Regions from separate parts of the Macaca mulatta genome. Here all the other regions are linked to region 3. A link is a contact called in public Hi-C data. All regions are on one chromosome and are shown on one strand. The core of a region is the stretch at or near the end of the contact, and the rest is flanking DNA. Distances in the headings are between cores, read along the strand shown. Region 1 holds the start of ARPC5 (actin related protein 2/3 complex subunit 5). Region 2 overlaps NMNAT2 (nicotinamide nucleotide adenylyltransferase 2). Region 3 holds the start of SMG7 (SMG7 nonsense mediated mRNA decay factor).

The links. Hi-C and Micro-C count contacts between places; a contact is called where the count stands out from the background.
Region 1: a contact with region 3 is called in a Hi-C map of fetal cortex germinal zone, with 4 times the contacts expected there. The contact joins the promoter of ARPC5 here to the promoter of SMG7 in region 3. A contact is called at or near these places in 6 of 14 Hi-C or Micro-C datasets (CD4 T cells, blood, cortical neurons and 3 more).
Region 2: a contact with region 3 is called in a Hi-C map of fetal cortex germinal zone, with 3 times the contacts expected there. The contact joins the enhancer-like site here to the promoter of SMG7 in region 3. A contact is called at or near these places in 2 of 14 Hi-C or Micro-C datasets (fetal cortex germinal zone and fetal cortical plate).

The regions. Positions count from the first base shown.
Region 1 is chr1:41,109,256-41,112,547 of T2T-MMU8v2.0, forward strand. It overlaps ARPC5 (actin related protein 2/3 complex subunit 5), which reads right to left and starts at 1,865. Exons shown (of 4, transcript XR_013417097.1): 1 at 635-1,865. It overlaps RGL1 (ral guanine nucleotide dissociation stimulator like 1), which reads left to right and starts at 2,190. Exons shown (of 19, transcript NM_001266879.1): 1 at 2,190-2,560.
Region 2 is chr1:40,745,603-40,748,831 of T2T-MMU8v2.0, forward strand. NMNAT2 (nicotinamide nucleotide adenylyltransferase 2) reads right to left here. Exons shown (of 11, transcript XM_078001201.1): 5 at 454-580. Among named protein-coding and RNA genes, the nearest start is that of LAMC2, 110 kb to the left of the region's middle. Within about 2 kb of position 1,254, at least 11 of the 40 cell types and tissues checked have an H3K27ac peak or open chromatin away from gene starts, as enhancers often do. A contact at or near this core is called in fetal cortex germinal zone and fetal cortical plate, where this site is marked.
Region 3 is chr1:40,946,442-40,949,889 of T2T-MMU8v2.0, forward strand. SMG7 (SMG7 nonsense mediated mRNA decay factor) reads left to right here and starts at 1,480. Exons shown (of 21, transcript XM_078001388.1): 1 at 1,480-1,616.

The DNA of each region.
Region 1 (3,292 bases), core at 615-3,114, 160 kb after region 3:
TTTCTCTCATATTTCACAACGGTTATTCAAACTGTGTTAGACCATACCTATTAAATTCAGACTCTCTTTGAAAGCACTAGTGAGTTAGCAAGCATGAGAAACAGAAGGCCAATCAGACTGTCAGAATGTACCAGACATTCCCCTAAAAGGAAAACCACAGAGTTCACTTGTTCCTCCATCTCTAGTACCCCACCACTAGGGCTGTCTTTCCTGGCTGTATGTAAGGGTAAGAAAAGACAGTATCTTTTTATTTTAAGATGTACTGATCAAAAAGCGGATCCACTGATATGGACACAGCAGTCACCATAAATTACCTAAAATACATTGGGGTTTCATAAAACACCATCTATCCATCACAAATGTTTTTAGGAAGCATGTTCACCATTTATCTTCCGAAGAAAAAGTTCTCACACACACAAAATCTCTGGTTGACAAGCTGTTATTTTCAAGGCTGCAAGGATTTCTAGAGAAGCATGCCTCATGTGATTAGCTCATTTTGTATGACCCCAAGCACTTATTTAAATAATGCAAAAGAGCAACAGCTAATTAATTGTGAAAGTTGTGGCAATCAAAGGACTAGCTATATATTGATAAATGTCTAATGCTGTATTTAGGTGCCTTTAAAAAAGGATACTGTTGCCATTAAATATTTTCACTCACATTTTCCTCATATAACAGGACATTGAGTCTTCCTTATGAATACACCCAATAATTAGAAATGCATAAAAAGCCAGTGTTTGAGATTTTCTAAAACTATAGCTTCGGTTTTTTGCAACATTTACATTTTTCTAAAAAAGATGTAATGCAAATACGGAGTCAAAGTTATGAATATTCAAATATGCAAAAACAGAAACCGGGAACTGACAGCCATATTTTAACTAAAATGGAATCAATTTTAGGAATACAAAAAATTGTATTCATTCCCCTCCCCCGGTTAACAAATTCTGTGCAATGTATATTTTGTCAAATCCCCCCCTCCCTTTTTTTTCTTTTTTTAAAGGCCAATGGGCTGAAAGCATAGGGGACCTCAATTTTCAAACCGTACCATCTACCTTCTGCCCCCGGTAAGGAATAAACTATCTTAATGCTAGCAATAACAAAAACACAACAAAAAACAAAATCACTAAGGAAAGACGCAGGTTCCCCACAATCAGAAATTTCTGGAGCTAATGTGACTCCGGGAAATAGAGTTCTAGGAAGAAAAACTTAGGCGCTCGGCACCAGCCTTCCCCACCAGCCCGGGCCGCCTTCCCCAACGCCGCGAAGGCGCGGCCGGCGGGACCGGTTCCCGAGGCAGGCAGGCACTCGGGTGCAACCTGAGGAATCTGGGGGCGTGGAAGGCGCGCGGGGGAGGGCAGGCTTCCAAGAGTGGGACCCTCGCGTCTCCTGGCTCCTGAGTAGGAAACGGGGGCTTCCTCCTGCCCTCTCAGAGCGGGAGACCCCAAAGAGACAGGTTTAGCCGCAGGTAGACAGGGCAGCTCCGCGCCGGGGCCCCGCGGAACCTTCAGGCTCCCGGGTCTCTGGACAAGGGCGGGCTGGGCTGGGCTAGGGTGGGGAGGGCGGCGAATGCAAGGATATTGCCGTAGGCAGGAGTCCACCTCGCCCTCATCGGGCCCGGCCTGGCCGTCGCCCCCATCTTCTTCGTCCACGAACTTGTTCTCGTCATATTCATCCACGTCCACCTTCCGGAACCGGGCTGACGACACTGTGTTCTTCGACATCCCAATCCCTACCAGCGGCAAAGGCCTCTTCTTGGAGCTGCCTCTACCTCAGCAAGCCGAGCCCAGCAGCCCACTGCCCGGCGCCTGATTCACTTCCCTCTTCCGCTCTGGGGCGTCGCCGGCTGCCGTGGCTGGGACGGTTCTGGGCCTGCGCGCCAACCCTGCTGCTTCCTCCTCAGGTTCACGCTCTCCTGGCGCCTCCCACGCCGCCCCCACTCTTTCACGGAGAGCGCGCGCGGGGGAGGGAGGGCGCAGGACACAGCGCGCAGGCGCGGGCTCTCCGTAGGCAAGGGGCGGGGCTGGGCGAAGGAGGAGGGGGCGAGAGGGAGGGCCGAAACCTGGATCGCGGGCGGAGGTAAGAAACGATTGGTCGTCCGAGTGCGTCACGTGATTCCCAGGGGGTTCCCATAGAAACGCTTTTCTGCGGTCCAGTCTAGGGGGTCTGAGGTTGTCGGTGATGGGCAGCAGCGGCAGGTGGCATTGACTTTTGCTGCAGCCGTCAACGACCTGTCATCCGGGTCCTGCGTAAGGTCCGACTGGCTGGGACTTGGATGTGGGTGGGATGGACTTGGCTGCCGGACCGAGTGCCCTGCAGTTGGCAGGAGTATGAGGCGGAGTGATGCACACCCGGGCGCCCAGCATCGTTCTAATTGCCGGAGACGTTACCTCGGACTGTGCGCTGCTAGGGGCTGCGTTCCTGAGCGGGAAGCCCGTTTCCTGGGGTTGGAACTACCCTACTTGGCCAGCGGGAGGTCCCCAAGGACGGAGTCGAAAGGTCAAATCTTATCTGTCAGTGCTGTGTGACAGCATCACGACGGGATCTGCAGAACCTGAACTCGGTATCAAATCTACTGGGAGGGAGGGGAATGTGTCCGGGCAGGCGCTGGGGTCGGTTGGCAAAACTGGGGTGAATTTGTAGAATTTGGGAAAGGGTCATTGACATCTTAAAATAGGTGGTTGTTTGGAGCAAGAATGCTGAAAAGGGGTGAGGGTAGGTTAGGCTCTCTAGTGCTGGGGGAAAACAAAATGGGTAAGGATTGGTGGAAACCAGACCTTTAAGATTTATATTATGATTTAAGATTTATATGATTCCATCTAGGCCAGATTTTAAAAAAAATATTTGACATCCCCATTTCCGGAATGTAGGAGATAAAGGCACTAAGACGAAGGAAATGGTAGTTGTGCTGTGTGTATTACACTGAAGAACAAATATTTGCAGGATAAAATTAATTTGGACATTTGGCTGGACATTGCTCAGGTATGGGTCTAGTTTAGTTGGACCTCGAACAGAAGACTGGCTGTTGTCCTGTTGTGTGCCACAATCTTTGGTTTCCAGTGCTGTGTTGAAAAGAGCACTGGGCTTATAATCAGAAAACTCAGGCTTAAGTCTTGACTCTTCCGCTCATAATGTTTGAACGAGACATGTCACTTGAAATTCTGTCTCAGATTCCTCATCACCGAAATGGAGCTAATAATGTGCACTTTACAAGATTGTTCTTAGGATTAAATATCACGAAAGTGTTTCCAAGCTCTAAAATTCTACATAAATGTAAAATGCATGTTACTTGTAC
Region 2 (3,229 bases), core at 4-2,503, 200 kb before region 3:
GGACTACAGGCATGTGCCACCATGCCTGGTTAATTTTTGTTGTTGTTATTATTATTATTATTTGGTAGAGGTGGGGTTTCATCATGTTGCCCAGGCTACTCTCAAACTCCTGGGCTCAAGCCATCCACCCACCTCAGCTTCCTAAAGTGCTGGGATCACAGGCGTGAGCCACCAGGCCTGGCCCTATGCTTATATTTAAATGCAAGAGAAGAGTGCACACCACCACCTGCCTCTCTCTGATTGTGACTGGTTTGCTCTGATGCTCAGTATTCAGGGTTCTCAAAGTATTGTCTGTGGACTAGCAGCATCAGCAGCACCTTGTTAAAAATACAAGTCCTCTTTCCCCTCCCAGACCTACTGAATCAAGTTCTGGATGGATCCCAGCAATCACTATTTTAACAAGCCCTCCACATGATTCTGAGGTTTGGGTACCCCACATCAGTGTTCCCCTACCTGCAGTGGGCTTGGTGGGCACGTTGCTGTTCTGGTAAATGGGCTGGGGGGTCTCGTTTTGTGGCTGTCCGATCACAGGCGTCATGGAAGGTGTGTTGACATTGGAGAGGATGCAGCCAGTCACCCTCTAGGGAGAGGGAGAAGAGTGTTATTAGCCACATGACTTTGAGAATCATTTCAAAGTTATTTCCAAATGGTTATCTGCTTGTCCATCATGGAGAGGCCACCCAGAGCTGAGGAAGAGCCCTGGGGATGGTTCTAGACCCAGCTGCATCACGTGGTCGCTAGGCTGGCAGGAGTAGCTCAGTAGGAAAAGCATGAGATGTGGTGTTATAATGGGTCCTGGGGCCAAATTTGGGCTCTGCCTCCTAGCTATGTGAGCTTGGACAGTTACTTCATCGCTCCTGAACCTCAACTCAGGAGTCTAACCATATACCCGCCTTTTCCAATTGTGGTCGGGTCGCACAGGCGAGCATATGCAAAGTGCCTGTGGGGTGCCTGACACATGGCAGGAGCTCCGTCAGCAGCAGGCGATGCTGGAACCTTCTGTGTAACATGAATATCTGCCCTCCCCAAATGTTTCATGGGGCTCAAATGAGATCATGTCTGCAAAAGGGCTCTGTAAGCTTGGGAAAGGTCATACAAACACAAGGCAATATCACCACCTGCGGCTTCTTCAGGCCAGAGTTGTCAGTAACACAGCCAAGCAAGAGGGAGAGCGGTGCCAGGCAGCACAGGATGTGTTTGTGCTGCGGGAAGCAGGGTGGGTGGGTTCTGAGCACTCTCTCGCCTGCTCAGTGTGAATACACATGCCAGAGCCAAGCGGAAATTCTGTGTGCATTATCCATTGTCCTGAGTTATCTGCCAGGCTACTCCTCGCCAGTGCTGCAGAAAACACAGAGCTGATAAGACAGCATTCCTCACAGCTGACCCACCAGCAACCCCACTGGGCCGAGGCGACGGGGAGAGTGGCTGTTGGGCAATAGAGAAACAAAGGATGAATTCCCAATCTCTTTAGCTTCACAAGGGCCACTGCTTATTCGAGGTTTCTTTATTCCCAAAAGCCAGCTGCCTGGGTACCCACCACCCACTCCTGCACGCCACCCTTTCTGGATTCAGATTCTGCTGCCAGGGGACCCCCAGGCCTAAGGCTGGGGTGATCTTCTAGGCACCTGTTCCACAGGCCATCCTGTGGGCAGAGCAGTGTGTGAGTCCTTCTCAGCCCTAGAGGGGCAGGCATTTGTCCTGTGGGGTAACCTGTCACCTTTGTAAGACTCCTGATAGGAGGAGGTCACATCTGACCACATCTGGGAGCCAGCTGAGGTGGGTACCGTGGGATCTTTTCACCTCTCGGTGGGCTTCTTTTCCCAGCTGTGGCTGGTGGGGTGGAAGGGGTGGTCTGCCTCCATTATTATTTCACCAGCAGAAAAGAAAACACTGCATTCCTGTTTCCTGACTGGTCTGGTAGCTGAGGAGTTTCTTCCTCTTGCTGCACTGTGGGTCCCATTTGACTTGTTCTATCTCAGAGAAGTAGAAAATGGCTGGCTGCACTCCCTGATCCTGCCCTCGCCAGCCCCCATGGGTTCCTGCGTTCTCAGAGGCCTTGACATTGGAGAGTTGTCCCAAGTCACCTGTTAAGTCATGCATCTATCTCTGCGGTTGGTCTACTCTGCATGCCGGGAACACCTGCCTCATGCTTGCTAGGAGTTTGAAGGCTGAGAGTTCTTAGGAAGCAGCTCCAAGCTCTTACTCCAAGGCAGGGGGGCCAGCAGTGACCTACGTTCTTTGACAGCCTCTGCCCATTGCTGAAACAGCTGGGGCTCCTGGTGGAGCTTCTCTGGCCTAGACTCATACCCTGGGCATGAGTAACACAGGTAGAGTTCAGGAAGCCTGGGCATTTAGACAACAAATGATAGCCAGGCTTTCCAGCCAGTATTGCCAGCACTGAGGAATGCCTGCAGGGTCCCCATTCCTCCCTTCTGTCGTGGAGCCTGAGGCTTCTGTGTGACCAGAAAGAGCACAGGCCCACGGGTACTTCCCAGGTGACATGTAGTGTGAGAAATAAACTTGTGTGAAGTCACTGAGCTTTTAGGGATGTTTGTCATCACAGCACATCTTTGCCTATCCTGACAGATACACTCTTACACAGTGCCTTTCATTACTGCTATTGTGGAGACCAGCACAGAGGAGCAAGTCAGTGTGGCCCCAAGTCAGCCTCCTTTGAAGGGGACCAGAAGGGTCAGGATGTGTGAGAAAGGTTCTGAAAGCCAAAGGGAAAGGAAATTAGTTTTCTCCAATTGCATGGGGGAGAAAACAACAGACAGAGAACAGCCAGCTGGTCCTCTCTACCTCACTTGCCCTTGGCTCCCCAGGACAGAGCTCTGAAGCTCCACATCTGTTAAAATAAAGCCTGGCTGTGCACCTGGTGGAGTGTGGGGTGGTCAGGGGCTGCTCCCCAGGAAGGACATGGTGACAGGCCCTCTGGCAGCAAGGACACAGATGGGACAGAGGCTCTCCCTGTAGGAAGGCAGTGCCAGGTGGATGCTATCTGGGGCTGTGGAGGGCTCTGCTGCAGAGTCCGTGGAGGCGAGCAGAACTGATTGTTTGCTGTCTTGGTTGGTCAGGCTTCTCACCGTCGGTGGCATTGCTTTTCGTCCTGTCACTGTGGCGTTGATGGGTTGGCATTGATCTGGGAAGGGTGCTTCCTGCACACTCTGGCCAGTGCTGCTGGCTGGTATGGAGCCCATTCTAACCTGGCAACCAGCCCTGAAGTCTC
Region 3 (3,448 bases), core at 230-2,729:
GACCCGTGAGAGGAGAAAGGTTGCAGAGGAGGGAGGAACTTGGAGGTCTGCCTTTAATAATCAAGCAGGATCCCCACTGCGGGTGCCTATCAGAGTTATGGCGATAGTCAGCCTTCCGGTTAGTCCCCGACTTAAATGATAGAAAACACGTGTTACCCTTCTAGGATGCGTTCCTACCCTCACCCTGGCCTCCTCGCAGCAGGATCGCGACAGCTAGGTCAGGAGGGAGTACGCGGGTGGGGTGGATTTGGGGGAGGGGTTGACTCGCCAAAAGTCGGCTATCCCCGTCGGCAGGGGAGGCATCACGGCTGTCGTGTGCCGCTCTCCTCCCTCAGGGACCCCGTTCAGGCGGGATCCCGCCTCCCAGAGCCCAAGGCAGTTGTGGGGAAACCCCTTGCCCTTCCTCGCCGCTTGGCACTGCCGCCTCGCTCTCCAGCCCGCCGCCCGCCAGCCTCCAGGCCATGCATCTTCTTCGCAGGCCCAGCCCTCTCCACGCCCGGCTCTGAGAGGAAACTATGGAGGTGGTTCCCGCCTGCAGGCGGGTGGAAAAGCCCATGGTGAATGCCTCGGGGTGTCCCCCCAGTTGCTGTGAGAAGTGGGAAGGGAGGAGGAAGTGGACTTCACCACCGGGGAGAACTACCTCTATTCCTAACTTGGGGGAGGCCTTTAGATGGAAGGGAAGCCAACGGGGAACCCTGGGCGGTTTCCAGGGAATCCATTGGCCAAGGGGAGGGTCACCCTGTCCGCACACACTGGTTACTATGACAATACAACCACAGCCTCCAGTTGCCATGGCAGCTGTCTATCCAATCCGATTCTTTTCTTTTCTCTTCCTCTCCGGGCCCCACCTTATCCCCTCCAAGAGTCTCCCAGCGTGCATGGGGAGGGGCTGCAGAGAAGAGGAAAGGGGGTCCTTCGAGTCACTCTCTACGCGCGAGAGAAGACAAGAGTCGAGGGACTGCTGGGAGGAACTGTAGGAGGAAGGGGCGGCGTTTCCGGTGGGGAAGAGTGGAGGCGTGCAAAAAGGAAGAGAGAAATCCGCTGGAGTGATAAGAAGGGGGAAGACTTTGAGTGTAACTCCCGGTTCTTTGGGCCTCGGTGTTCTTGGTGGGGTTGGGATTGCCCCCTTGCGCGGGAGGAGAAGGGTGGATTGGCAGGAAGCCTCCAAGCGCCACCAGCCGGTAGCTCAGAAGCCGCACACGCGCCACACAGCTCGTTGATCCCAAAAGGGAGCGCTACAGAGAGGCGGAAATCACCGGGAGAGACAGGCGCTGCTGAAATCTCGCGAGAGGGAGCCCCCCTCGTAGCCGACTTCCTTCCTCTGCTTCTCCTCTTTCCCCCGCCCCTCCTCCCTCCTCCTCCCCCCTGGGTCGGAGTGTCCCTGCGCCCCACGGGCCGGAGCAGCAGCGAAAGCAGCTTTCCCCGCTCCCTCCCCCTCGCCTCATTCACCCCCACCCCCTTGCCGAGCGAGGAGGAGCCGGAGGAGAGGAAGATGGCGGCGGCCGCCAGCACCCGCGGTGCCGCGGGGCCGCTCCGAGGAGCCTGAGAGACCCACGGAGGCTTCGCGGGAAGACGCGGCGGCGGAGGATGAGCCTGCAGAGCGCGCAGTACCTCCGGTGAGTGCCGAGGCCGGCCTGGTACGTAGGGGGAGCGGGCCGCGGGTTGGGGCATGGAGCAACAGACACCGAGGTGGTAAGTCCGGGGTGGCGGGGGAGTTGCTGCGTCCTCTCCTCGCCGGGCAGGGCGGCGGGGGCTGCATGGGGATCTGCGGGAGGGGGCGGAACGGGTATGGGTGCCTAAACCCCCACCGGCCGGGCTGAGCTCTGGCGAAGCCTGCTCGTCCCGGTGCGAGGAGGGAGGTTGAGGAAGCGTGAGAATGTCTGTGCGCGCGCGCCCGTGGTCTCGGGCTCGCTAGCGAGGGGTGGAGAGAAACGTCCGGGGAGGCAGCGGCGACCCCGAGTGGAGGTGGGTGTGGAGGAGTCTGATCCCCGTGGCAGGGGACTCGTGGTGTGGCGTGGGATTGGTTGGAGCGATGCATGAGTAGAGGACGGGGAGGAAGTCTGCACACCTGGGGAGTTGGGGCGGGGTAACCGAGGAGGGCAGACAGAAGGAGAGGGAGACCGCAGGAAACTGGAGCTTGTTCTTCATTCTAGGGTTGGGAGTATTAAGGAATAATGTCATCTGTAGTTGGCGGTGTGGGGAGGGGATGAAGAAGGGGACTAGATGGGGAAGTGAGGAAAGAGGGAGGCACTGTGGACAAGGTTGGGTTTTTCAGAAGAAACTGGGTTAGAATCAGTGTAGTTGGAAGATACCATTCTGAGAGTCGTGTACATTCATTAAGAGTGGTGTAAGGAACTTACACCAGAGGTATGTCAGAGGTAGAGTGACACATGGATATAGTGTGTGTGTATGCGAGATGTGTGTTTGGGGTGGGGGGGCGGCTACTGATGCACATTTCAGAAAGAAGATGTAGATAGGTTGAACTTAGTACATGATGGCGAGAACATATTGAATGGAAGGACACCAGCTTTTGTGCAGCCAGAAAGGTTCCATGGAAGCTGAGTAAGAGCTTGGAGGCAGAGGTAAAGTGGGTCAAAAATCTTGATAACAGAGAAAAGTAAGGTTGTTAGATCCTGAAATTAACTGGGGAGTGACTAGAAAAGGGGAAGACTTTAAAATTGGTCCTTTTTGTCTTTCAGGAGCAGAACTAAGAAAGGGAGGCCTTATGGAAAGATGTTTTTAAAAAACTTGTTTCATACCTTGCGGAGGAGGGAGTTGGATGAGGTTGAAGTCTGAAATGAGTGGAAAAGTCACTTTATCTGTTTAGTGACGTGAACGTATTGATGTGTGTGGATCCCTATATGTATATTGCAAGAGGTGTGTAGTTACATGATACATAGGGTAGCCATTATAATTTTTAAAGTAGTAAAGTTTTATTAAGCATAATAGGGAGAGGAAAGAATGAGATATTTGAACTATGCTTGAATGCTTGATTTTAACACAACATATATGCCCAGTGACCATAGTACAGTTGGAATGATGTCTGTAATTTGAGGCCCTTTTTTTCATCTCAAATATTCTTTTGTTGTTTAATATTTCAAATAAATACAGCTATGACAAAGATCTGTTGTAGGTGCTATAGAGAGATATGGAAACCATCAGGGTGCTGATTAGTCTTAAGGAATTTGCAGTTGAGTGTCTATTAGGCAAGTAAGTTAATAACAGCACAGAGTGTAAGGACCTTGAAAGATACCAAGTGTTGCCGGGCACGGTGGCTCACACCTGTAATCCCAACACTTTGGGAGGCCAAGGTGGACGGATCACCTGAGGTCAGGAGTTCAAGACCAGCCTGGCCAACATGGTGAAACGCCTTCTCTACTAAAAATACAAAAAATTAGCTGGGCGTGGTGGCGGGTGCCTGTAATGCCAGCTCCTCAGGAAGCTGAAG